Linked DNA regions of Mus musculus: regions 1, 2, 3, 4, 6 and 7 are each linked to region 5. The links are chromatin contacts, called in public HiCAR-type and promoter capture Hi-C maps. All regions are on one chromosome and are shown on one strand. Each heading gives the region's core, a stretch centred on a gene start, on an enhancer-like site or on the middle of the called end of the contact. The rest is flanking DNA. Distances are from core to core; before and after follow the strand shown. Region 1 holds the start of Snx14 (sorting nexin 14). Region 2 holds the start of Hmgn3 (high mobility group nucleosomal binding domain 3). Region 3 holds the start of Syncrip (synaptotagmin binding, cytoplasmic RNA interacting protein). Region 4 holds the start of Irak1bp1 (interleukin-1 receptor-associated kinase 1 binding protein 1). Region 5 holds the start of Ibtk (inhibitor of Bruton agammaglobulinemia tyrosine kinase). Region 6 holds the start of Zfp949 (zinc finger protein 949). Region 7 holds the start of Phip (pleckstrin homology domain interacting protein).

Evidence for each region. Promoter capture Hi-C pulls out the DNA fragments that hold promoters and counts their contacts. HiCAR-type assays count read pairs that join an accessible place to other places. Capture Hi-C pulls out chosen DNA fragments and counts their contacts.
Region 1: a promoter capture Hi-C map of liver shows a contact between it and region 5, with 6 times the contacts expected there. The contact joins the promoter of Snx14 here to the promoter of Ibtk in region 5. A contact is called at or near these places in 5 of 39 promoter capture datasets (embryonic stem cells, erythroid cells, hippocampal neurons and 2 more), 3 of 115 datasets of contacts at active chromatin or transcription factors (large pre-B cells, pro-B cells and thymic regulatory T cells) and 2 of 9 other capture datasets (adipose tissue and liver).
Region 2: a contact with region 5 is called in a promoter capture Hi-C map of pre-B cells. The contact joins the promoter of Hmgn3 here to the promoter of Ibtk in region 5. A contact is called at or near these places in 2 of 39 promoter capture datasets (hippocampal neurons and pre-B cells).
Region 3: a contact with region 5 is called in a promoter capture Hi-C map of hippocampal neurons, with 4 times the contacts expected there. The contact joins the promoter of Syncrip here to the promoter of Ibtk in region 5. A contact is called at or near these places in 3 of 39 promoter capture datasets (erythroid cells, hippocampal neurons and pre-B cells), 2 of 115 datasets of contacts at active chromatin or transcription factors (large pre-B cells and pro-B cells) and 1 of 9 other capture datasets (adipose tissue).
Region 4: a HiCAR-type map of astrocytes shows a contact between it and region 5, with 3 times the contacts expected there. The contact joins the promoter of Irak1bp1 here to the promoter of Ibtk in region 5. A contact is called at or near these places in 2 of 39 promoter capture datasets (hippocampal neurons and pre-B cells), 1 of 115 datasets of contacts at active chromatin or transcription factors (astrocytes) and 1 of 9 other capture datasets (adipose tissue).
Region 6: a contact with region 5 is called in a promoter capture Hi-C map of pre-B cells, with 4 times the contacts expected there. The contact joins the promoter of Zfp949 here to the promoter of Ibtk in region 5. A contact is called at or near these places in 3 of 39 promoter capture datasets (erythroid cells, liver and pre-B cells), 4 of 115 datasets of contacts at active chromatin or transcription factors (astrocytes, large pre-B cells, pro-B cells and 1 more) and 1 of 9 other capture datasets (liver).
Region 7: a promoter capture Hi-C map of pre-B cells shows a contact between it and region 5, with 6 times the contacts expected there. The contact joins the promoter of Phip here to the promoter of Ibtk in region 5. A contact is called at or near these places in 5 of 39 promoter capture datasets (the HPC-7 cell line, erythroid cells, hippocampal neurons and 2 more), 2 of 115 datasets of contacts at active chromatin or transcription factors (astrocytes and thymic regulatory T cells) and 2 of 9 other capture datasets (adipose tissue and liver).

What each region holds. Positions count from the first base shown.
Region 1 is chr9:88,437,675-88,440,581 of GRCm38.p6, reverse strand. Snx14 (sorting nexin 14) reads left to right here and starts at 1,653. Exons shown (of 29, transcript NM_001359958.2): 1 at 1,653-1,914. The coding sequence starts at 1,775.
Region 2 is chr9:83,145,330-83,148,311 of GRCm38.p6, reverse strand. It overlaps Hmgn3 (high mobility group nucleosomal binding domain 3), which reads left to right and starts at 1,705. Exons shown (of 6, transcript NM_026122.4): 1 at 1,705-1,881. The coding sequence starts at 1,867.
Region 3 is chr9:88,480,791-88,483,705 of GRCm38.p6, reverse strand. It overlaps Syncrip (synaptotagmin binding, cytoplasmic RNA interacting protein), which reads left to right and starts at 1,309. Exons shown (of 11, transcript NM_019666.2): 1 at 1,309-1,650.
Region 4 is chr9:82,828,334-82,831,277 of GRCm38.p6, reverse strand. It overlaps Irak1bp1 (interleukin-1 receptor-associated kinase 1 binding protein 1), which reads right to left and starts at 1,472. Exons shown (of 4, transcript NM_022986.4): 1 at 939-1,472. The coding sequence starts at 1,250.
Region 5 is chr9:85,747,916-85,751,110 of GRCm38.p6, reverse strand. Ibtk (inhibitor of Bruton agammaglobulinemia tyrosine kinase) reads left to right here and starts at 1,777. Exons shown (of 29, transcript NM_001081282.2): 1 at 1,777-1,980.
Region 6 is chr9:88,546,230-88,549,446 of GRCm38.p6, reverse strand. Zfp949 (zinc finger protein 949) reads right to left here and starts at 1,427. Exons shown (of 6, transcript NM_001142943.1): 1 at 939-1,427.
Region 7 is chr9:82,974,101-82,977,182 of GRCm38.p6, reverse strand. It overlaps Phip (pleckstrin homology domain interacting protein), which reads left to right and starts at 1,694. Exons shown (of 40, transcript NM_001081216.1): 1 at 1,694-1,931; 2 at 2,037-2,095; 3 at 2,227-2,256; 4 at 2,450-2,509. The coding sequence starts at 1,892.

The sequences.
Region 1 (2,907 bases), core at 404-2,903, 2.7 Mb before region 5:
GCACTGATAACAATTTATGAGACAGTTAAGTCCTCATTACAACCAAAAATCCTGTTAGGGAAGAAATTCACTCTAAAACCAATATAGACAAATTGCCTAGTTCATTTTAAGTTCTGCAAAGGAATTAGACAAATGTTTCAAAGGTGTCTAATTTGAGCAGAAATGAAAAACAATCTATTAAAGGTACACTATCTTGGTTAACAAGTTCAGAAACTTAGAAGCAAAGCAATACAAAATGCAAGACAAATGACTAACCAGTTTAAATCACTTAGATTCACACTAGGCATTTTACGGTGCATGAAGATTAACATACACTTAATCCAAACGGTTTCTATTTCATTATTAGCCCCAGTCTATTTCAGTAAGGGAAGGCTATTTTGCAAATCTCGGTATCAAACCCTACACGTTTGGTAAACATTATTACTGGGTTACAGCCCTTTGGTCCTGTGATTTGTTTGAGAGTGTGTATTTGCTGTGTCCAGACTACTGATCCCTGTTGGGATTTACCGTGCTCTTTGTGGAGTTAACAGTGTAAAATTACAAAAGTGAATGTTAAGTGTGTACCTTGAAACTTCACATGAGTATATAAAGAATATATATATATAAAGAATTTGGTGACAGATGCACACTTCATGAGTGGAAATGTTACTGTCATCTAAAGATACTGCTAGTGTGTATTTAATGTTCTTTGGTACACGTTGTATTAAAGTTGGTTCTGAAGAAATTAGGAATACATGTAAATTTAAGGACAAAGACCTGAATTTCTAACAGCTGTAATGGGAAGAAAGGATGGTACATCCTGTAAAGGAAATGAGCCACTAAGGATCACCCACCTTTTCAGAATATTGAAAATATTAATGAAGCTGCACATACACTTGAGAAAACAAGGAGTTCTGTTTCCCTGTCTAGGGGAGAGAGGTGGCTTGATGGAAACTGCCAGTGTCAGAATAGCATGAAATTCTGTTTTCGCTAAGAAGCGATCCCGAGCAGGATCTTGCTTGTCTCAGCGATGTGATTATGCTGTAGTTGAAACTAGAATAGCTTACGCTCTAAGGGTAATGTTTGTAGGGTAAATTCAAACGCTTTACATGCCTGAGTTTTAGCTCCTACAAAATGCTGAATGAAATTCTAAAAGGGACTATCCAGATTCCAAGCCTGCTGTCGTCACACGCTGGGTTATGGTTAAGATCGCGGGGTGAGGTGACTCCCTCGTTGTTGGTTACGTGGCTAACATGACTTTCTTTCGGAGGTGGATTGCGGGTGGGTGGCGGGCGGGTAGGTTGTCATACGCCCCAGCTTGATCCCCTTTTAAAAAGCGGACTTGAAGGCGTCCTTTCCTCCTCTCCCTTAGGTGTGGCAACGAGAATCCGAGAGGTTGAGGCGGCAGGGTCCGCTGTATGGACTACATTTCCCAGAGGGCTCCAGGAGCCGCACGCGGCTGCTGTGCAATTAGCTTTCCCACACTCTTCTGCCAGTCTGCATTCTAGGTTTCCCTGGACTTCCGGATAAGGAAAGTGGGTGGCCGCGCCAGAACGTCAGTCCGAGCGCTCCCCAGTCCTCCCGCGGGATGGTGGCGGCGGCCTTGGGGCGGCCTTGCGTGTGGTTGGGGCGTTGGTTGCGCACGCGCGGCGAGGGTTGCGGGGCGGGGCCTTGTGCGGCTGAGTCTAGCTGTGAAGCTGGGTGGTGGGTGGCAATGTGGCTCCGCCGCCGGGGTTTGGGGGTGCCCTCCGCCTCTGCCTCTGAGGGCGGCACGTCCTCCCCTGCGTGGACTGAGATGGGGTCTTGGGTGCGGACGATCTGCGGGAGGCTGAAGCAGCGGCTGCGGCTGGACGTGGGGCGCGAGATTTGCCGTCAGTATCCGCTGTTCTGCTTTCTGCTGCTCTGCCTCAGCGTCGCCTCGCTGCTCCTCAACAGGTACCTGCTGTTGGCCCCGCGGCGGCCGCTCGAGAGCCCGCAGGCTGCTGGGCGGCGGGCAGGAGCGCACTCTGCACCGCGGTCTCGGGAAGGGCGGCCCAGGTTGCTCCCGGATATGCGGACGGGTGCGGGCCCGGGACCACGCAGCCTTCGTGGTTACCTGGCTCTCAACCTCTCCTTTTTGACCATTTCTCAATGACGAGCCTTTATCGTCTGTTTTACAATTACAATCTGTAATGCCACCTCAGTTCAGTAAAGGTGATCGGAGGGAGGTGGCTTCAAGGTTCTGTCGCAGCCTCTCCTCTTGGGGAAGCCTTCTCTCGCAACAGTACGCCCTCACACCGGCACACACCTTTGCAACCACAATTTCGTCTCTTTAAAATACTGGTTTTTGACCCAAAGTCAGAAAGCAGTGTAGTACCCATCGCAACTCTACAATATTCTGGTTTTTCTTTTTTTTCAAGATCTGTAGTTAAATTGACATTTTGAGGTCAGAAGTCTCCGCCCCTGAAGCTTGTTGTGTTTTATATTTCCAGAAGTAGTATGGGTGCAGTGATAGTAGAAAAGATGTGTACTTAAAAACATCGTCACATTCTTTTCTCTGTTTTGAACAAGCAGTCGCCTTTTATTTTGAAGTAATTCATTTGCAAGAATAACAGTGAGAAACATACACAAGAGATTTGACTTAGTAGTTTCACTAAGGCTATTTCCTGTGATTCTGACAACAGTTTTGTTGTTTTCCTTCATTTCTCGCTCTCTCTCTCTCTCTCTCTCTCTCTCTCTCGTTTCTGCCATCTTGGTGGCTTTGTAGAATTGGGGCTTAAGCGATAGATTAACAGATAGTAATTACTATGAATTACTGTCTTACAGAAAAAGTGCCCGGCTTGTGATGATGAGGTGCTTGATTGTAGGGCTGTGGGAGAAGTGAGTTCCTTTAACAGCAGACATTACTAGTTACTTAATACAGTTCTGTCCTCTGAAAGGTGTTTCAAG
Region 2 (2,982 bases), core at 456-2,955, 2.6 Mb after region 5:
ACCCAAGTGAGGGATGTGTTGTCTCCAGAATCCAAATAGACCCACTAAACGTTGTGCTTCTTTCTTCCAATGTCCTTATATTGTCTCCAGCAAAAGGTGTAGCCCAGATTAAAGGTGTGTTCCACCACACCTTTAATCCCAGATGAAAGGCATAGCCCAGATTAAAGGTGTGTTCCTTAACTCGGAGATTCAATCTTCTGGAATCCATAGCCACTATGGCTCAAGATCTTCAAACCAAGATCCAGATAAGGATCTCCAAGCCTCCAGATAAGGGTCACTGGTGAGCCTTCCAATTCCGGATTGTAGTTCATTCCAAATATTGTCAAGTTGACAACCAGGAATAGCCACTACACAGTGTAAGGCTTTAGAGCAGTTTCCTAAGATGTCTTTTGGCTTGTAAATGATTCTCGGGCTAATCTTGCTTAGTTTGCTTTGTTTTTCCTGGAATTTCATATAAACAAAACCACCCAGTATAGTGTCTTGTATTGACTTCCATTTAGCATTTTTCTTTTGTTATTTATCTCATCAGGGAAAACTTATTTCTTTGATCACAGAGTAATATTCTACTGTAGACTTATCATGACTTGCTCACCCATTCCCTAGCATTCCCCCTGCAGCCCTTGAGATGGTCACAGTCCCGATTATAGCTTTGTGCTATAATAAACATAATATAATTATATATCATATTATATAATTATAATAGAATCAGTGCTATGATCACACTGATTGATTTTCAGGATGATTTGATTCACAGAACGAATCCTGTGTTCCCAGGTTCAACTCCCCTGGTTATGTATTAGCTTTTTAAAAATGTTGTTGAATTTGATTTGATAAAATTTTGTCTGTGTCTTTGTGCCTATGTTTATGAAGGATGTTGACCAAAAAATCCCCCCCCCCCCAGCCTCCCGGGTCTGAGGTCTTTAGTCAGGATAAAACCGGTCTTAAATAAATTCAGATAATGTATTTTGCAATTCTTTGCGGAATGTCGAGAAACATTACACTATACACAAAATGGTAACCTGGCAGGTGTCGTTTAAATGTACATATTTAATATATAAGTGATTTATTTGTTCCTACATTTCTCGATTTCCCCTTAGTTTCCACAACAAACATTTATATCAATTATAACAATTATTCACACATAGCTGAATAATTGGCTGAATTCATATATGACTTGTAACACAGACTTAAAGAAAAACAAAAAACAAAACAATTAGACCAAGGAACTATGGGGATGGGGGATGGTATTTGCTAGAGATGGAACTGAGAACCTTAGAAACTGTGGAAACTCTTCCAGAACAGACCTTCCTACCCTGTATAGACCCGCACCATGAACACCCGTTACAAGCTTTTATAAGTAACAATTGTACAAGGCACCCCGTGGCCCTATTTACTTTATAAAGTTAACCCAGCATTACTTAATACTAAACTTTTTTTTCCTATGAAGATGCACAATGGTTTAATCCAAAGAAGGCACGTCAAACAATGAAACTCCAAGTTAGTGCAGCCTGAAGGATACTAGTTGAACTGGGCATGCTCAGTCGCCAGGCAGATTTTTTTTTTTTTTCCCAGTGAAGTGGAAACTACAACTGCGCGTACCGGGTGAACGGGGGTGGGCGTGCCCTCGTGGAATTTAGAACGTTCTCTTAGCCAATGGGGCCTCGCGGCTGGCTGGCAGGGCTCGCCATTGGGGGACCGGGATGCGAGCGAGTGGAGCGCCGGGGGAGGAAGCGGAGGTGCAGGTCGGAGAGGCCGGGCTAGCCGAGCCCATTGCGGGAGTAGCAGCAGCGGCCAGGCAGCATCCAGCAGTGTGCCAGGCGGCCCAGAACATTGCTTTACTTTTTTTGCTGCACCAACGTAGTCATTATGCCGAAGAGAAAGGTAAGTCCTGTAAAGGGGGAAAAAAAAACCCTGCTCGCAGGCCCTCGAGTGTGTTTGGAGTAAGCCCCCTGCGCTGCGATGAACGCGGCGATGCGCCTAATAACTCAGGCGCTGGGCACGGCCGCTGCCCGCTCCTTCTGCAAATGCCTGTTGCTGACCTCGCTCGCCCCGCACGGAGCTCTGAGTGTTACTTTCCCTCCAGGGACGTCCTCCCCTCTCCATCAACTCCTGCTTGGAATGGTTTCCATCTCTTGCCAGCAGCCAGGGCGGGTATCCATCCCCCTCGCAGGAGTTTCCTCTTGGCAAACTCAGGTTGTTCTCAGGGTGGAGGGAAAGCAATGAGAGGAGTCTCCCGGGCCAGGGAAATCGAAAAACGTGGAAGCACTCAGAGGAGCTAGGCGGGGTCCGGAGTGTCCCCTGGGCCGTGCCCTGGGCGAGCGCGATGCGGGCGGAAGGCCGGGAGAGGGAAAGCCATGTTTCCCTACGCCAGCCCTGCTGCGCCGCGGACCCGTATGTACCCACTCCGGTGTCAATCACCAGCCGCGAGGGCGGGCGGGGCAGTGCGCAGCGCCGGGTAGGCTGCAAAGAAGGGGACTGGTGCCAAGCTCACTGACCCTGCCAAGGTCAGGGGCCACCAAGCCCCTGCCACTGTCCCACCCACGACCCCACGCTTGGCCAGGCAGGGAACCGAGGTCTTTTTAGTCTCTCCTTTGCCCCTGGTGGGTTGTGTCCCCTCCGCGCAGGGACGTCATGAGCCACACGTGGGGCCACACAGCTCCCTCAGGGTGGGGCTTCGACTTGTCATTGGACTGGTGAAGGAAGGGCAGATATTTTTCTACCCCTCCCAGAGAAAAGCGATGTGTGAGGATTGCGTCCTAAGAAAAAAACCTTCCTGCCACCTGCCCAAAGGACCCAAGTCAACCATCTTGGCCATTAAAGTTGAAACTTGGTTAATACCGTTTTCTCCCGAAGACTGTGCACTGTGTGTGTGTGTGGTTGCTTTATTTAAAACTATCAAAGCTTTAAAATTTTTAGAAGCTTTTGCTTCCTTATGCATCGTCACTAAGAATTTTATTATAAACAACTCCACTCCTTTAAAAT
Region 3 (2,915 bases), core at 60-2,559, 2.7 Mb before region 5:
TCCTACTTGATCCACCTGTCAACAGAAAAAAAGCTCAATTTTATGTGTCTAGGCACTTTGAAGAGTGTTTATCTAAGTTTCCTTGGACTACTTACTGGCTTATCATAGCATAAAGCTCATTTGGAAGAACAAGTAGCTTTCTAATTGTAGTTTTTTGTTTTTTTTTTCAAAGAGGATAATGCCATTTTTCATTACAGTCGCTCTGGATAAAATTAGTATCCATATCGCCTGAGATACAAACGCCTTTGTCTTGTCTTTCTTGTCCATAGTAAATGGTTACAAAGGAAATGTCACTTCACATAACATTTAATTGCCAAGATGCTTGAAAAGAAACACATTTCCCTCACAGTAGTCCTAATCACGCAGCTTTGTGCTGCTTCAAGTTGTTCAAAGTGTGCCAGGAGGAGCACTTAACTGCTTAAAAGGCCAGGGACAGAAACGGAATATTGCACAATCCAACACCACCGGGTCGGTTAAGCTTCCAAATCTGGCCTCCCTGTCATCCCCGAGCCGGAGGCACAGGGATTTCCTCGCAAACCCGCGGCGCCCCTCCCTCCGCCCAGGGTATTCGTGGAAGCGGAGGACGGCGCGCGCCGGGCCGCGGGATACCCCATTGTCTAGCAGCGGAAGCCGGGGCTCCCCGGGGTGACTCCCGAACTCCAGCCCCGCCACCGGGTGGCCCCGAGCTCCGCCGTTCCCCGTGCAGCTCCCCTCCCCCGCAGCCCCATTGTCTGCCTCGCCTCGCCCCGCCCCGGGGGACACGTGCGCCTGCAGCTTCTCCAGCGCCCAGGGCGCGGGGCGGCCGCGGCGGCGACAGCCCCAGCCCCGGCAGAGCGGGCAGCCAACGTCGGGCACCCTCGGAGCCCAGGCCGGCGGTGGGGCGGTGGGGGGCGGGGAGGGCGGGGTGGGGATATGCTTGTCTCCTGACAAAGAACGAGTGGGACACGCCGAGCCGGCGGCCCCGCCCGCGGAGCGAGAGGGAGTGTCCGCACAGAGGGCGGGTCTCTCATTCACTCGGCCCCTCGCTGTCGCCGCGGCGGAAGGGCGGGGTCTCTCCCCCCCCCCCGACCGGGAGTTAGGGGCGGGGCGAGAGGCGGGGCTCGCGGGCGCGCGTCCCGCGGCGTCGTCTGCGTCGTCACGTCAGCGCGGGAGAGAGAAAGAGCGACTCGGCAGGGACTGGGGACGGGGCCGAGAGAGAGCTAGCGAGGGAGGGCGTGAAGCCAGAGAGAGCCAGAGAGGAAGAAGGGCGGCCACTCGTGTGTGAGCGGCCGCGGACGGGAGTGGGGAAGCTGGGGGAGGAGGTGCAGGGAAGGAAGGACGAAGGCTGAGAGGACAGGGCGGCTAGCGGCCGGCGGAGGTGGCGAGGGGAGAAGGAGGAGCTGTCGGAGGGCAGGGGCTGAGCTGAGGGAGTGAGGGAGAGAAGCGGACGCGCCAGGGAGGGGAGGGAAGGGGGGTCACGCGGGGGCGCGCGCGCACCGGGAGCGCGCTCGGAGGCGAGTGGAACTGGATCGGGTTTGCTGCCAGCGGCGTGAGCTTCGGCCGCCATTTTACAACAGCTCCACTCGCGCCGGACACAGGGAGCAGCGAGCACGCGTTCCCCGCCAGCCGACCCGGTCGGACAGGATTCCTCGGCCCCAGCCCCGCGGGGAGGTAACGACCGCGGGCCCCCGGGTCCGGGAGGGGAGCTCCGTGACATTGTGGAGGGTGCTTGGGGGAGGGCGGCGCGGGGAGAAACCGGCTTTTCTGGAAAATGGATTCCAAGGGGGAGAGAAGAGCACGTTGGCCGGGGCTGCCGGAGAGTAGGCCGCGGCCGCGCCGCCACTTCCTCCTCTCCCCATGTGCAGCCGCGGCTGGGCTTTGTCTGCGGCGCTCCGGGAGGAGGCGCCTCGACAGCCCGATGGCCCGCGCGGAGCGCGAGCGGCGGACTTGGTGCTGTCGTGGCCGGCGGCGCGGGAGTGGGCGGAGAGGCGCGGGGTGCTGTCCCGCGACCGGCCGGCGGGCTTGGGCGGTGCTCGGCTCCCGCGGGCGTGTGCTTGGCGGCGGAACGCCCTCCCCGCGCGGGCTGTCGGCCTCGGCGCCGCAGCCACTGCACCGAGGGGTGCGGGAGGCTGGGGGTCGCGGGCGCCCGGGAGCGCCCGGGGCGGAGAGCCATGTGTCACGGCGGAGACGGCAGCGCTGGGGGGCGGGGAAAGCCCGTGGCCTGGCGCCGCGGCGGCCTCAGTGTTGAGGGGCGAGATGGTGCGGTTGCACGGTTCAGGGGGCTCGCACCGCGACTGCGGGTTGATGTTGGGAGGCGGTGATGACCGTCTTGGCCCGGTACTCGGTGGGTTTCCGTTGAAGGAAGTTGTAGGACATTTGAAGGCGCAGAGCACGTGTTTCTAATGGGTTCCTGGCGGCCGCAGTGGCGAGGCTGCCGCTCCGGGTGCGGAGTCGGGGGCGGGCTTTGGGGTGTGGGGGTGAAGGGTGGAGGAATTGGGTGGTGGGAAGGTGGCTTGTGTGAGCGCTTTGTTCTTCGCTGGCTGTTGTTACTGATCTATAAGCGGCAGGCGGGAAAAGCGCACTTTCTGGTTTACCTTGGAGAGAGACAAGCCCAGCGTTGCTTGCTTCACACACCTTATTCTCCGTTTTGGAACTGCTGCATGTGGCAGGCTGGGCCGGTCGCTGTGCTGATTGGGCTTCATTTGTAATAAGGTTTTTCTCAGTGAGTGTTAGCAGGTGAAGTCAGGGGTGGTGCTCAGGAAGAATCTAGTGAATCGGTCCTTCTGTACCCGAGCTCCAAAATCTGGCTTGTCAGGCGATAGTGATTTTAAGGTTTCTTTCAAGGGAGGTTCAGGCTGGCTGGTTGTAGTTAAGTGGTAGAGAAAGTAAAGATTGGGACTGTCATTGTCCTCTATTCTGTTTGAAGATCCTAGTTT
Region 4 (2,944 bases), core at 223-2,722, 2.9 Mb after region 5:
TGAAATATGGCAAAGTTGGAAGCAATCTCGATTGTGGTTCCAGGAACAGGATTTCAAATATTTTTCTTTTAAACTCAGAGCATTATTTTATTGCCGTAAATTTGGAAAGTGGTGATATTAAAACACGCCTAAGAGTCGCTGTGTGGACATTTTTGCCCCATTCGTTAAAAGGAGGGAGGCTTAAGGTGCGACCTATTTAGTGATTTGTTCCACAGACATGTCTAGAAAGTAGAAATATTTCACCTATGACACCTACATACATTGACTTAAAAAAGTTAAAACTAAAAAGGTGGAAAATTTGGGGTAGGCGATCATTATAAACCATAAATAGATGCTAATAAGTACATTGAAGAGCCACTCCACACAAACCTTTGATTGGATGGAAGCAGTTCAGGCTCCTCACCGACCTATTTCAACATGCAGAATAAAAACTACCAAAGTGTGTGTATGGGGAGGGGGGGTGGGGGGAGGGGGGAGGAGAAGGTTCAACATTCTACTTATGCAAACATTTACATGTAATTTTTCAAAAAAACATTTCATCACTCTAATCTTAATAACAAAACCACTGTAGCAAACATCACCAGATAAAAACCTACCCAACCACGGGCGTGGTGGCGCACGCCTTTAATCCCAGCACTGGGGAGGCAGAGGCAGGCGGATTTCTGAGTTCGAGGCCAGCCTGGTCTACAAAGTGAGTCCAGGGCAGCCAGGGCTATACAGAGAAACCCTGTCTCAAAACAAAAACAAAAACAAACAAACAAAAACCCTACCCAACCTGCATTCCTGATTTCAAGTTCGCTGCGGCCCATAACGGCTTTCATCTAGATTCTAGAAGGAAAGGTCAAACATCCATTGCGCCCTAGAATGGATCCTGCGGTAACAAAGCATCCCCAAAGGTACAGAGTCACCCGCTCTGCACCCCGTCTCGGAAGTCTCACCTGAAACCCCTGCTGCTGGAGGCTCTGCGTGATGTAGTCCAGGCGGCGACACACACTCTTCTTGGCCTCGGCCGACACCTCCTTGGTGCTGCTCACTCGCACGGTCACCAGCGCTCGGTCGGGGCTGGCGGACACCTCGGCCGCGCCGCTCACGTGGACCTCACGGGCTCCGGGGTGGGCCTCCGCGACGTGGGGTCGGCGGCCGATCGGCTGCGCCTCCGCGGCCGAGATCGGATGGTTTTCCCGGCCCCGGTCAGCCCAGGGAACCAGTTCCATGAACACCCGCGATGCAGGGGCGGGTTGCAGCGACATAGCTGGGGCAGCTGTGTTGCCATAGCAACGCCAGGTTGATGGCGGGGAGTGACGTTTAGCTGCCGCGCGCTTGCTAGTCCGCGCGGAGGATGCCGGGATGGAGGCGCCGCTGCAGCGTGGAGACCGGGTTTTCCCCCAGGGAAGGAGGCCTGCACACATTTTAAATAGTTACCTCCTCATGGCCTGCAAGAACCGGAGCTGTCTGTCCTGCCCTCGCGGTCAGTGATCACGGGCCTTCCACGTGACCAGTCGTTCTTCTCCCCTCCCCCTGGGCCGCCTCCATCCCTCAGTCCGCATGGGGATGAAGGCTCTGCGTTTCCAACGTGTGTGATCCCGGTAGCCCTTTCTTCCCGAATTTCACGGTGCCGGGGCGGCCTCCTTCTTTGTGAGACTCCGGTGGTCTTACCCGCAAGTGCAAGTACTTGTTTGGTTCGTGAGGAGTTTCTCTTCAAATAAACTACGTTTTGCTCGTGAGAGTTTGGACACTATGGGGATCCTCGAGTGCGTTTTTTTCCAGGACACTGTTGATTTTTTTCCCCCACAACTGCTGTTTGTTTATTAGAGGCCCGCTGAATGTAGAGTGTTGGCATGTGGAAAGACAGAGAAAACGGGGGGGTGGGTGGGGGTGGGTGGGATGTTGTTCGTCATAGCTACAATCTTTAGAAAGAGTGTCAGTGTCAAATTCTAAATGTCTTGGAGTAATTCTGGTCTTGAGCCTGGACATCAGCGTGAGCAATGACAGGCATGTCATGTACTTGTCTGTTATAGCTTCCTCTTCCCCTTTTGGAGACAGGGTCTCAGTATGTAACCCCGACTGGCCTGGAATTTACCTTGTTGACCAGACTGACCTCGAGCTTGCAGAAATGCAAGGTTTCGACCCATTTCTTGACAGCCATTATAATGAAAAGCTGTACGTGCCCTCTCCAAGCCCTCCTATTATAGTAATTTTCCTCAGCACACCCTACTGTCTCTCTTTTCTTTCCTCTTTCCCCTTCCCCGCTTCTCCCTCTGCTCTAGAGTGCTGGGGTTCAAACCACACCTGGCCTATAGTCATTTTCTTAATGTCTTGGTGATGACAGCTCGTCTGATTCCTGTTAGAATTTTATTAACAGAATGGGAGGAGAAAACCTTGGGGGCAGGGATGTAGGAAGTAGTTTTTTATAGGAACTTGAAAAAGTCTATAGTCTTTGTGATTTTTCCTCAAATTTTTAAAAAACCAGTATTTTAATTCAATAATTTAGCTAGATCAAGTGGTAATCTCTTTGTTTGGTCCATCATTAGGTCAACATAATTGTTTAGTTTGAAACTTATTGTCAGATAAGAATTATATATATGTATATATGTGTGTATATATATATATATATATATATATATATATATATATATATAATTATAATTTAAGAACTTTCCACCATATAACCATATATGCATACAGGCATATATGCATATTTTACAACTCTAGGCAATGAAAATACCTTTTAAAATTGGAGGAATTTCTTTGTTCTTTTTGGTGGACCGCAGGGATTGAACTGAGGCCCCCAGGCTTGGGATCAAGTACCTTTGTCAGCCGAGTTGTCTCACTCTGCTAAGTCCGTTTTGGGAGACAGGATCTACTGTCACTGGCATCCAAGATAGGCTAGCTAGCCATCCAGCTCCAGACACCTTCCTGTTGGCGAGAAATGTTTTACTCTAGT
Region 5 (3,195 bases), core at 528-3,027:
ATTAGCTCGGAATGTTTTAACTTATGTGGCCACCTAACACTACTGCATTTATGATATCAGTTGGTGCCACCAACTAGATTCCTTTTAAGCCCAACAGTGTATAAAAATATAAAACTCAGGCTGTTCGTGTCATAGATAATAAATAACGTTATGTCAGAGTCTCAGTTTGGTCAGCACCGCGGCAACTGTGGCTGATAAGTTTTACTTTGTAAGCAGCTTTCTAATATTCTCTTTCTGATCCTTGTTGAAGCAGGACCAGTTTCGTCCCCCATCTCCAACGGCAAAGACATTCATTCCTTGGCATGATGCTGGTCTTTCTTTTTCTGCTTCACCTAGTTATTTTCTACTTCTTCCCTAGTTTGTCATTTTTTTTGGGGGGGGGGGTCAGATGAAACCTCTTATTTTCTTTCACAGATTCGTTAAAGTTGCAATTAATTTTTGTGTATATGATTATGGCCGTATGGACATTTTGTACCCCCAATGCTTACAAGCGTTTGAGACATGGCAACTTCTAGGTGGTGTTACTGTGTGCTTGGCACTCTGCTAAGTGCTGCGGGCGTCTATCAACACATTTTCACTACAGCAACATGTATTCCATTCCCACTTTGCAGATGAGGAAATTAAGGCTTCAGAAAACCTAAATGACTTACCCAATACAAAGAAGAGACAGATAAAAGATGTGAACTCAGGGCAACACATTTATTTACATCACTAGCTTCCAGATCACTGAGCGTCTTTGTTCATGAGTGTGTACACAGCTTCCTTCCAAGTCACTGTTTATACATTACAGAATGGGTCAGAGTAGGAAGTAAGAAAGCAAATTAAGTCCTTGCACTGGGAGGAGAGCTGGGGAGCTAGGTCTGTTTCCATCTCTCCTTCAGTTTGATCTAGCAACTTACTTTCCTACAAAGTCTACAAAACAGGCAATTGGGCTGAAGCAGTCTAAGAGGGTATTGAGTTTAACTCCGTTTAATAGATGATGGTGTCAGTGGCTCATACAGCAACACAAACAGGGCCGAGGTTCAAACAACTCTGGGCTCCAAGTGCTGTTTTTCTCTGAGTCATGCTACTCCTCCCTGAACACATGTTTACTAAGGCGCCTCTGTATCAGACTTCAGCAGGAGTATGTTTTCCGTTCTGGACTGATTATTGGCACACAATTTGCAACCTTTAAAATGGCTTGTAGATTTAAGAGTTCAGGGAGGAAAACCTATTGTAAGCCTGGCGTCAGGCAGACAGATGTGACCCAAGTCAGCAGCTGGTCGCACAGTGGCGATCTGAAAAATCTATGGCGCCTTCTGACAAAAAGAGAGTGACACTCAGACAATCCGGGCACAACAGGCGGGGCACAGAGCAGCAGGGCCCAGTCTTGGGGAGAGGACACCTCTGGTTTTCCAGTTATCCCACTACGAGTGATCCGGGAAGCAACTTTTCTAAGATGCCCACGTTTCTACGGAGTGGTGCTTGGGCATCCAGCCAGTTCCTTGTTTCCTCCATCCCAGCCTTAACCTCCTTTCCGAGTGTCGACCTGCGGGGAGACAGATCTCCTAGGGTGACATCTGGCACCAAGAGGGGCAGTACTGGTTCTGAGTGTAGGGCGGCAGCCAGTGTCGACCGCACCAAGGCCGGCAGGGGTCATGCTCCTTTGGGATACTAGGGAAAGGCCACAGCTGAGGTACTGCCACGCTAGGCCTTGTGGGCAGGCCCCGACCAATCACTGTGGGGCATACACGAACTCCGGCCAATCAGCGCCCGTCTTATTCCCGAGTCCCGCCCGCTCTAGCTCAGGTTTCCCCGAACCCGGTCCCGGCGCCGACAGTCGCGGCTGTCGCTTTCCGTGCAGCCGTCCCCGGAGCTGACTCGGGCGTCCCGGCTCCTGGCTCCCTTCGTTGTCCCCGGTAGCTTTCACTAAGGATGAGTCCCTGCGCGGCCGCGCGCCTGCCCCGCGGAGACCGCCGGCGCACCTTCATCTAGCGACTGGTGAGGGCGACGGCGAAGGCGTCCTGCCAGCCCGGCAGGGGAGCGGGGCCCGGGGAGGGAACTCGCGGAGGGGGCGGCTGCCGAGCTTCGCGCCGCGTGGCACGGGCGGGTGGCCTGGCAGCGCAGCCCCGCCGCCCCTGCCAGCTAATGAATGGCCTTGTCCCGCCAAGTGCTACGTCGCCAAGCTGCCCGACACGCCCTCCAGCGACGATGCTTTTCTGGTTCCGAGGGTTGACTGGTGTCACCTCCCTTGGATCCCTTCCTAGAGGCTCCCATGTCCCCTAAACCCTTGGTGGAGTTTACAAAGTTTGAGTTCCCGCGGGCCTTGCTGAGTTTGCAGAAGCAGGTCTTGCTCTGAGCATTCGCTGCTGGGTGGAAGTGGACTGGGGTCTGTTCTGCAGAGACAGGATAGAGGGGCCTTTTGTTCGTAGCTATCAGGTTGCAAAGGCATTTTGGATCCGAGGGGAAATGGCCAACCCTGATTTAAGCCGTCTTTAACTCTGTTATCTAACACAGTCATAAAACATGAGTCGTGTTAGTCAGAGGGGATATTTTTCAAGGAGGAGAAGTTGAGTAGCACCTGTTTCCTTTATCTCGAAGTAGGTAACATTTGAAGTAGTTCCCCCCCCCCCCCCATAGTTAGTGTGGTTACCTCCATATGCAAATTACCAAACGTTTTGTGTGTGTGTGTGTGTGTGTGTGTGTGTGTGTGTGTTTTTCGTCATCAGTTCCTCACTTCTCAGTGGAGTTACTTTCATTTGTTTTTATTGATTTGGAGACCTGCTTCACCGTACCTGAGGACAGAACTATTTTCTAAAACGTGTTTTCTAAAAAAGTTTTTGCAAAACTTGAGTCACATCGCAGCTTTACAGTTTTTCAATTGGATATGTTAATCTTCGGTTTTTTTTTTTCTTTTTAGTAAATCTTGTTTGAAGGGCTTTCTGTGTGCCAATTTTTTTTTTCTGTGTGCCAATTTTTGTGTGATGATTTCATTACATTTTAAACGTTCAAGATGCTTGTGGATTATAAAATTCTAGACTGAATGAGTATGCCCAAACTTCTTTCTTTCTTTCTTCCTTTTTTTTTAAAAAATATTTATTTATTTATTTATTTATTTTACGCATATGAGTACACTGTAGCTGTACAGTTGGGAATTGAATTTTTAGGACCTCTGCTTGCTCTAGTCGGCTCTGCTCGCTCTGTTCAACTTCGCTC
Region 6 (3,217 bases), core at 178-2,677, 2.8 Mb before region 5:
TCAAAGGCTTGGACCAGGTGTAAATTCCCTACCAGGACCCAGGGCCTCCTGGTCTGTTATTAATGGTCTTCCTCCTCACTAGGGGGATGGGATTGCTACAGTTGCACACCCTCTTCAGAACATGAAACCTCCCCACTTTGTTCCCAGGAAAATGTTCCTATAACAATACTAGAATCTTCTGAGATAACCTCTTATCTCTGGTACTAGACATTTTCAGAAACTAAACAAAGCCTCAGACAGTGTTTCTCAACCTTCCTAATGCTGCAACTCTTTACTACAGTTCCTCATGCTGTGGTGACCCTCAGCCATAACATTATTTTTAATGATTATTAGATTATTAGTAATTTTGCTCAATGTTATGAATCCTAATGTAAACTTCTGATATGCAGGATATCTATGTGATAGTCAACCCCTGTGAAAGGGCCGTTTGACACTACCCACCCACCCCCAACCCTTTCAGGTTGAGAATCCACATGTGGAGAACCACTGTTCTAAGAGCTCAAACCTCAAGTGCCAAAAACATCACTTCATAAAGACAGGAAAACTGACGAATACAATTGCCAATACACATAAGGGTACAGTCACTACGGGAGAATTTCTCTAGGAATTTCAGGCCAATTCATTGGGATAAAAACCACCCTCTTTCTTACAGATGTGTGGGTCACAGACCTCCCCCTTCCGGCTCCAGCACCGTGGTATCAACTTACAATTTTCCCAGGCTCGCAGTTTGGGATTTCTGGGTCGTGTGAAAATTCCCAGTTTTGTAATCCGGTCTCAGATTAACGATCTTTCTCCACCCCAACTCTCCCAAAAAATGGATGCCAAGCAGGTAGCAAGATTCTTTACTGGAATGTGAGCTCACACAGGAGGCTTCCCGGCCCTGACAATCCACAGACATGAACCGCCCTCACCCCCAAGTCGCCATCTTGGGCTCTCACCTCCTTGGCAGAGCGTCCGTGTTGGCCCTTTTGGACTGATGGAATCACAGATCCAAATACTCCTAGCGCAGTCTTCGGATAAAGCAACCATTAAAGCCCTGTTCAGGCCGACTGTTCCGACTGGGAACGATGGGTCTCACAGTCACCTTCCCCTGAGCCGCTGCGGTCCGCCCTCGAACTGCGACTCAGTCCCTCCTCCAAGACCCACCTATGTTTCTGTTTCCACTGAAGTAGAAGGCACGGGTCCCGCTTCCCGAAGGTTCCGAGACCACTCTCCTCTTTTCGTCTTTCCCACCCGCCTTCAGAAACCCTGCAAGAAACGCACAGCCTGAGCAAAGGCGTCAGCACAGAGCCTGGATGCGACTTTCTATGCGGTAGCTGCCAAGAGAGCGCAGGACACAGAGATGCCTACCAGCCAAATGTCAGAGCTGTTTACCTGCTCCTGTGTGGGAGGGCCTTGTATGTTAGGGACTACATTACCCATGAGCCTCTGGGAAACTATGGTAAGTATAGAAGGACATTTTTCCACCGGGTCCACTATCGAATTACCAAGATTCAGATCAAGTACCTATCTGATAATCGCGATATGAAATTCCTTCACCTTTCTCTCATGTGAACCCCAAGTATCCCAAAGTAGTATAGAACCTGAGAAGGAAGCTTCAGTGTGTTCATCCTAGAATCAGACCAAATATCTCTGTGGGAGACGTGGAGCCTTAGAAAATCGGTGTGATATCTTTTGTAGGGTAGTCACCAGAGAAGACTACTAAACATGGGTTTAAGCCAATAAAAAGTCTTATTATCCAGACTGCAACTACCCTTGATGTTCAGGAGATCAGAGAAGCCCCACAAAATCCATGTCCCAGATTGATATATTTCAGTTCAGAACAATTAGCCAGACGCAGAACTTCAGAAGCCAGAAGGCAAGGTTAGTACATTTAGAGACTTTCCCGTAACTATGGACTTTGATGGATTAGGTTTTTGTTATAGTTTTGGCAGATGGCGCTGTCTACATGCTGAGTTTTACAGCCTGAATAGTATTTTTGTCCAGGAGTCAGCTATGCTAAGGTCTCAGAGCCTACTAAGGTCTGGGGCTCTCTTCTGGCTGTACAGAGCACTGCAGGAAGCTGAACGCTTCGTGTTTCTTAAATCCTATGAACCATTTACATCACTAGTGTATCGTCAAATTGAGCATTCTGGTACAGCACACAGTAATTTTCAAGTTCATTTTGAAATCGAACCAACATGTTGGACTTCCATTGTAATAGGAAGAAACCACAAACTATATGAATTGACAAGAGACAAAAGTTATGTTGTGTGTTGCCAATAATGCTTAGAAATAATTTGAATTTGAAATGAAAAAAATCACTTACTAAAATTGAAATGTGTTTTGTTTTGTTTTTTTGAGTCGGGATTTCTCTGTGTAGTCCTGGCTGTCCTGGAACTCACTCTGTAGACCAGGCTGGCCTCAAACTCAGAAATCCGCCTGCCTCTGCCTCTCGAGTGCTGGGATTAAAGGCGTGCGCCCCCACTGCCTGGCGAGATAATTTTTTTAAATCTTCAAAAATGAACAAATTCAAACTGAATGTGGTGGCGCATGCCTTTAATCCCAGCACTCCAGAGTCAGGAAAAAAAAAAAAGCGTTTGAGGCCAGCCTGGTCAACAGAATAGTGAATTCCAGGACAGCCAGAACGACACAGTAAAATCTGTCTCAAAAAAAAAAGGGGGGGGGGGGGGGAGACATACTCAGGAGTCAAACAAAATCTAAATAAATTTAAACAATCCCTGCCCAGAGTTGATACATTACACATTATTAAGATGAATTTTTCAACATAAACTAAATATCACTATAATCTCAATAAAGTTCCGTGAAAATGTTTCTATTTGTAGAGTGAAAGACATAAAGGCTTCAAACCTACAGGAATCTGCTTGTCTTCTACATTCCAAGTGCTGAGATTAAAGGTATGCACCACCAGGCCTGGCTCTGAATAACTTACTCCTAACAAATAAAATAATGAAGTGTCATTTGGAGGACTGTCTTATACAGAAACTGTACCTGTAGCCTCTATTTGTGCATTCTTTCTTCCTCTTTATCATTTGGCCTGAAGGAAGCCAAATGCCATTTTGCAGATTGGGCTGTAGAGGGCGCCATGGGAATAGTCTTGGAAACTAAGATCCGGCTCAAGTGGAGCTTGAGATGACTGTAGCCCTGAATATGGTGTTAATAAAATGGTAATTAAGTTTTATTTTTATCTTTTTGCCTGAGACAGGGTTTCTCTATA
Region 7 (3,082 bases), core at 445-2,944, 2.8 Mb after region 5:
TTAGTGCTCTTGCAGTACAGCCTAAGGCGGCTGCAGCATTTCCCACTAGGAAGGCAGGGAGCTAGGAGGGTGCAGGGCTTGAGGAAACAATCCCGGAAAACCACAATCCAGCTTCTTGGTCCTTACCTCACAAATTACCTTTTAAAATCAGACCCATAAAATGCAGCTTATTATCTAAGAAATTCAAAGAGGATCTTTTGTTAAGGATTAACAAAAGAATGACTAGCCTAATTCTCTTTAAAAGGCCAACCTTTAAAAAAATTGAACTCTCAAAGTCTTTTTGGAAAGTGCTTAATTCATCTGGAGATAAATATCACTCGGTGTCCTTGTTTTTTAACAAACGGCCTTTTCCATTGTTTCCATTAATTTCACCCATATTCGTTTTAAAAATAACAAGGCCCCTATCCTCATCAGCAAAACACAGATGAACGATGTATCATATAAAACCAGTAATTACATTAGGATTTACGAAAAGATTTTTGTTTCTGCTTTTCGCCAGTTTTTAAGAAGTCTTCCCGTGATTAACTGTAAACAGGAATGGTTTACACCGTAAATTAGAAGCCATTAATTAGCATGACGAAGTCAACTGCAAGATACACAGATAATTTAAATTATTTAATCACTAATCACCTTTGCTAAACTGTAATATACTCTTTCAATAACCTTCGGTAGGTTATCGACCGTGTCAGTAATTTACCTCCATATCAGTTAGAGATAAGTATTAGCTAGCGCCCTTTCCTTTCCTTCAGGTTTATATTAGCCCTTCTTGTAAACACTTTAAAAAGCTTTAAGGTTCTTCACTTCCAAATCCCTAATTAGCCATCACTAGCCTTTTTGTAATAAGTGGGGGAAAAGATGAGCTGAAGTACAAATCTGGAGTTCCTCTTGCCCGTTTATCAAAACAAAAACATTTTTTTTTTTTAAACGAACGCTTCAGGCGATGGTAGTAATAAAAGAAATATGCAGAGGTGGCTTCGGGGAATAACGGGTTTGCAGAACGCAAGTGGCTCAAAAAAAAAAAAAAAAAAAAAAAAGCCCGAACCTCTATTGCAACCCACGGCACTCCAATAAATTACACAACACTTGCCCAGGCTGCAGAAATATCGCAGGACAAGACTTACACGGATGCCAATCCGCAGCATTTATACACATGCACATGGCAAGACTGAAAGCAAACACTAGCGTTCAAGTCGGGCAGGGCAGCGCGATCCCGACTTGGCCCAGCTTGAGAGTGCTCGCTGAGAGTCTCTGTGCGTGCGTGAGAGTGAGCCCAGTCCTCCCGGCATTTCCCCTCTTTGAGCAGTTTTGCTTCATTTGTTTCCTATTTCTGCTACATAGAAACTAACTTCCATCTCAACCCAGCCAGCGCCGCTGAATAGAGCCTGTGCTGCGGCTCCGTGTGCGTCAGATCCCTCCGCGCAGCCGTGCCGGCCCCCTCCTCCCCTCCCTCCCTTTCTCCCTCCCGCCCGCGGCCTCTTTAGAGAAAGCGCCCGCCAGGCAGCCCGCCGCTTCGGCTCCGACATCTCCTCGCGCTGGAAATAAATAAATAAGTGGCGGCCCAGGGCGCGCGGAGCGACGACCGCGCGGGCGCGGGCCTAGGCCGAGGCACTCCTTTTCCCGCGGGGGGCGGGGGCGGCGAGTGCGGGGCCGCGAAGGCGCGGACTCCTTTCTGCGGCGGAGGGATCCCGGCGGAGGCGGCCGCAGCCGGGGCCGCTGCCTGAGAGTTGTTGTTTCCTCCTCCTCCTCCGCCTCCGCCGCCGTTGCTTGAATGGTGGAGCCGAGGCTCGGCTCGTGAGCACACACTGACAGCTACAGGGCAGGCGGCGGCACCGTCCCCGCGTCCCCTCGGCGGCGGGGTGTCCCGCCGGCGGCCCCGAAGTGACCCGCAAACATGTCTCGTGAGAGGAAAGGCCTCTCGGAGCTGCGATCGGGTAAGTCGGGCGCTGCGGGGCCGCCGCGCCGGGCGGACTCGCCCGCGGGCCCCCGCCCCCCGCGGCCGCTCAGCCCGTGTCTCCCCGTCCTTCTCTCCCGCGCAGAGCTCTACTTCCTCATCGCCCGGTTCCTGGAAGATGGACCCTGTCAGCAGGCGGCTCAGGTAGGCGGCGCGCGGCGCGGGGACGGGCGGGCGCTCGCGGTGGCCGCCCGCGGGCGTGGGGGAGGGCGGCGGCGGCGGCGGGGCCGCGGCCCGGGGCGCGGGGGCTCAGCGTCCCCGCTTTGTTGTTGCAGGTGCTGATCCGCGAAGTGGCCGAGAAGGAGGTAAGGGCGCGGCGGCCCGGCGCCGTCCCGCCGCCGCACGGCCTCCCCCGGGCCGCTGCGCAAGCTCGGGCGTCCGGCGGGGCGCGGGACGCGGGGCGCGGGGGGTCCCCGGCGGGGCGCGGGGCGGACTGGGGAGGGGAGCGGCGTCGGTCCGGGCCGGGGGCCGCGCTCACCGGGCGTCCTGTCCCCGCAGCTGCTGCCCCGGCGCACCGACTGGACCGGGAAGGAGCACCCCAGGACCTACCAGAATCTGGTGAGACATTCCTAGCGCACTGCAAAGAAACTTTTCCCCGAGTCGAATAAAAATTGAATTTCCCGCAATTTTTTACAGAGACAAAAACTTGGCCCCAGAACGGGAAAAGCTGCAAAGGCCACGGGGAGGGTTGGGAGGCCGGAGCGGGGGCTGCGGGGGGCGGCAGCCGGGGGTGCGGGCGCCCCGGGGCCGCGGGGTCCGCGGACAATTTATTTGTGATATTTTGTTAATGTGCTAGAAATAAAGATACGTCATGAGTGTTGTGCAGTGCAAGGCCAGAGGAGGAGGGGCCGGCGCGCGTATCCGCGCGGGGGCGCGCGCGCGGCGGCGGCGGCAGCGGGAGCGGCGCAAGCCTGGAGAGCGCGCTCGCCAGCTCCTTGCTTGCTCTGCACGCGCGGCCGGCTCAGCTTTCTCCAGCTCCACACAATAGCTGGTGACTAACTGCTCCGAAGTGGCATTAGCATTTCACAAGAAGGCCTTTGAGCCGCGGAGGAACCTTGGCAAGATTTTTTAAAATTTTTTTTCCCCCTTCTCCTCTGTCTTTTGTTTTCTGTAGATTCAGACCCAGATTTT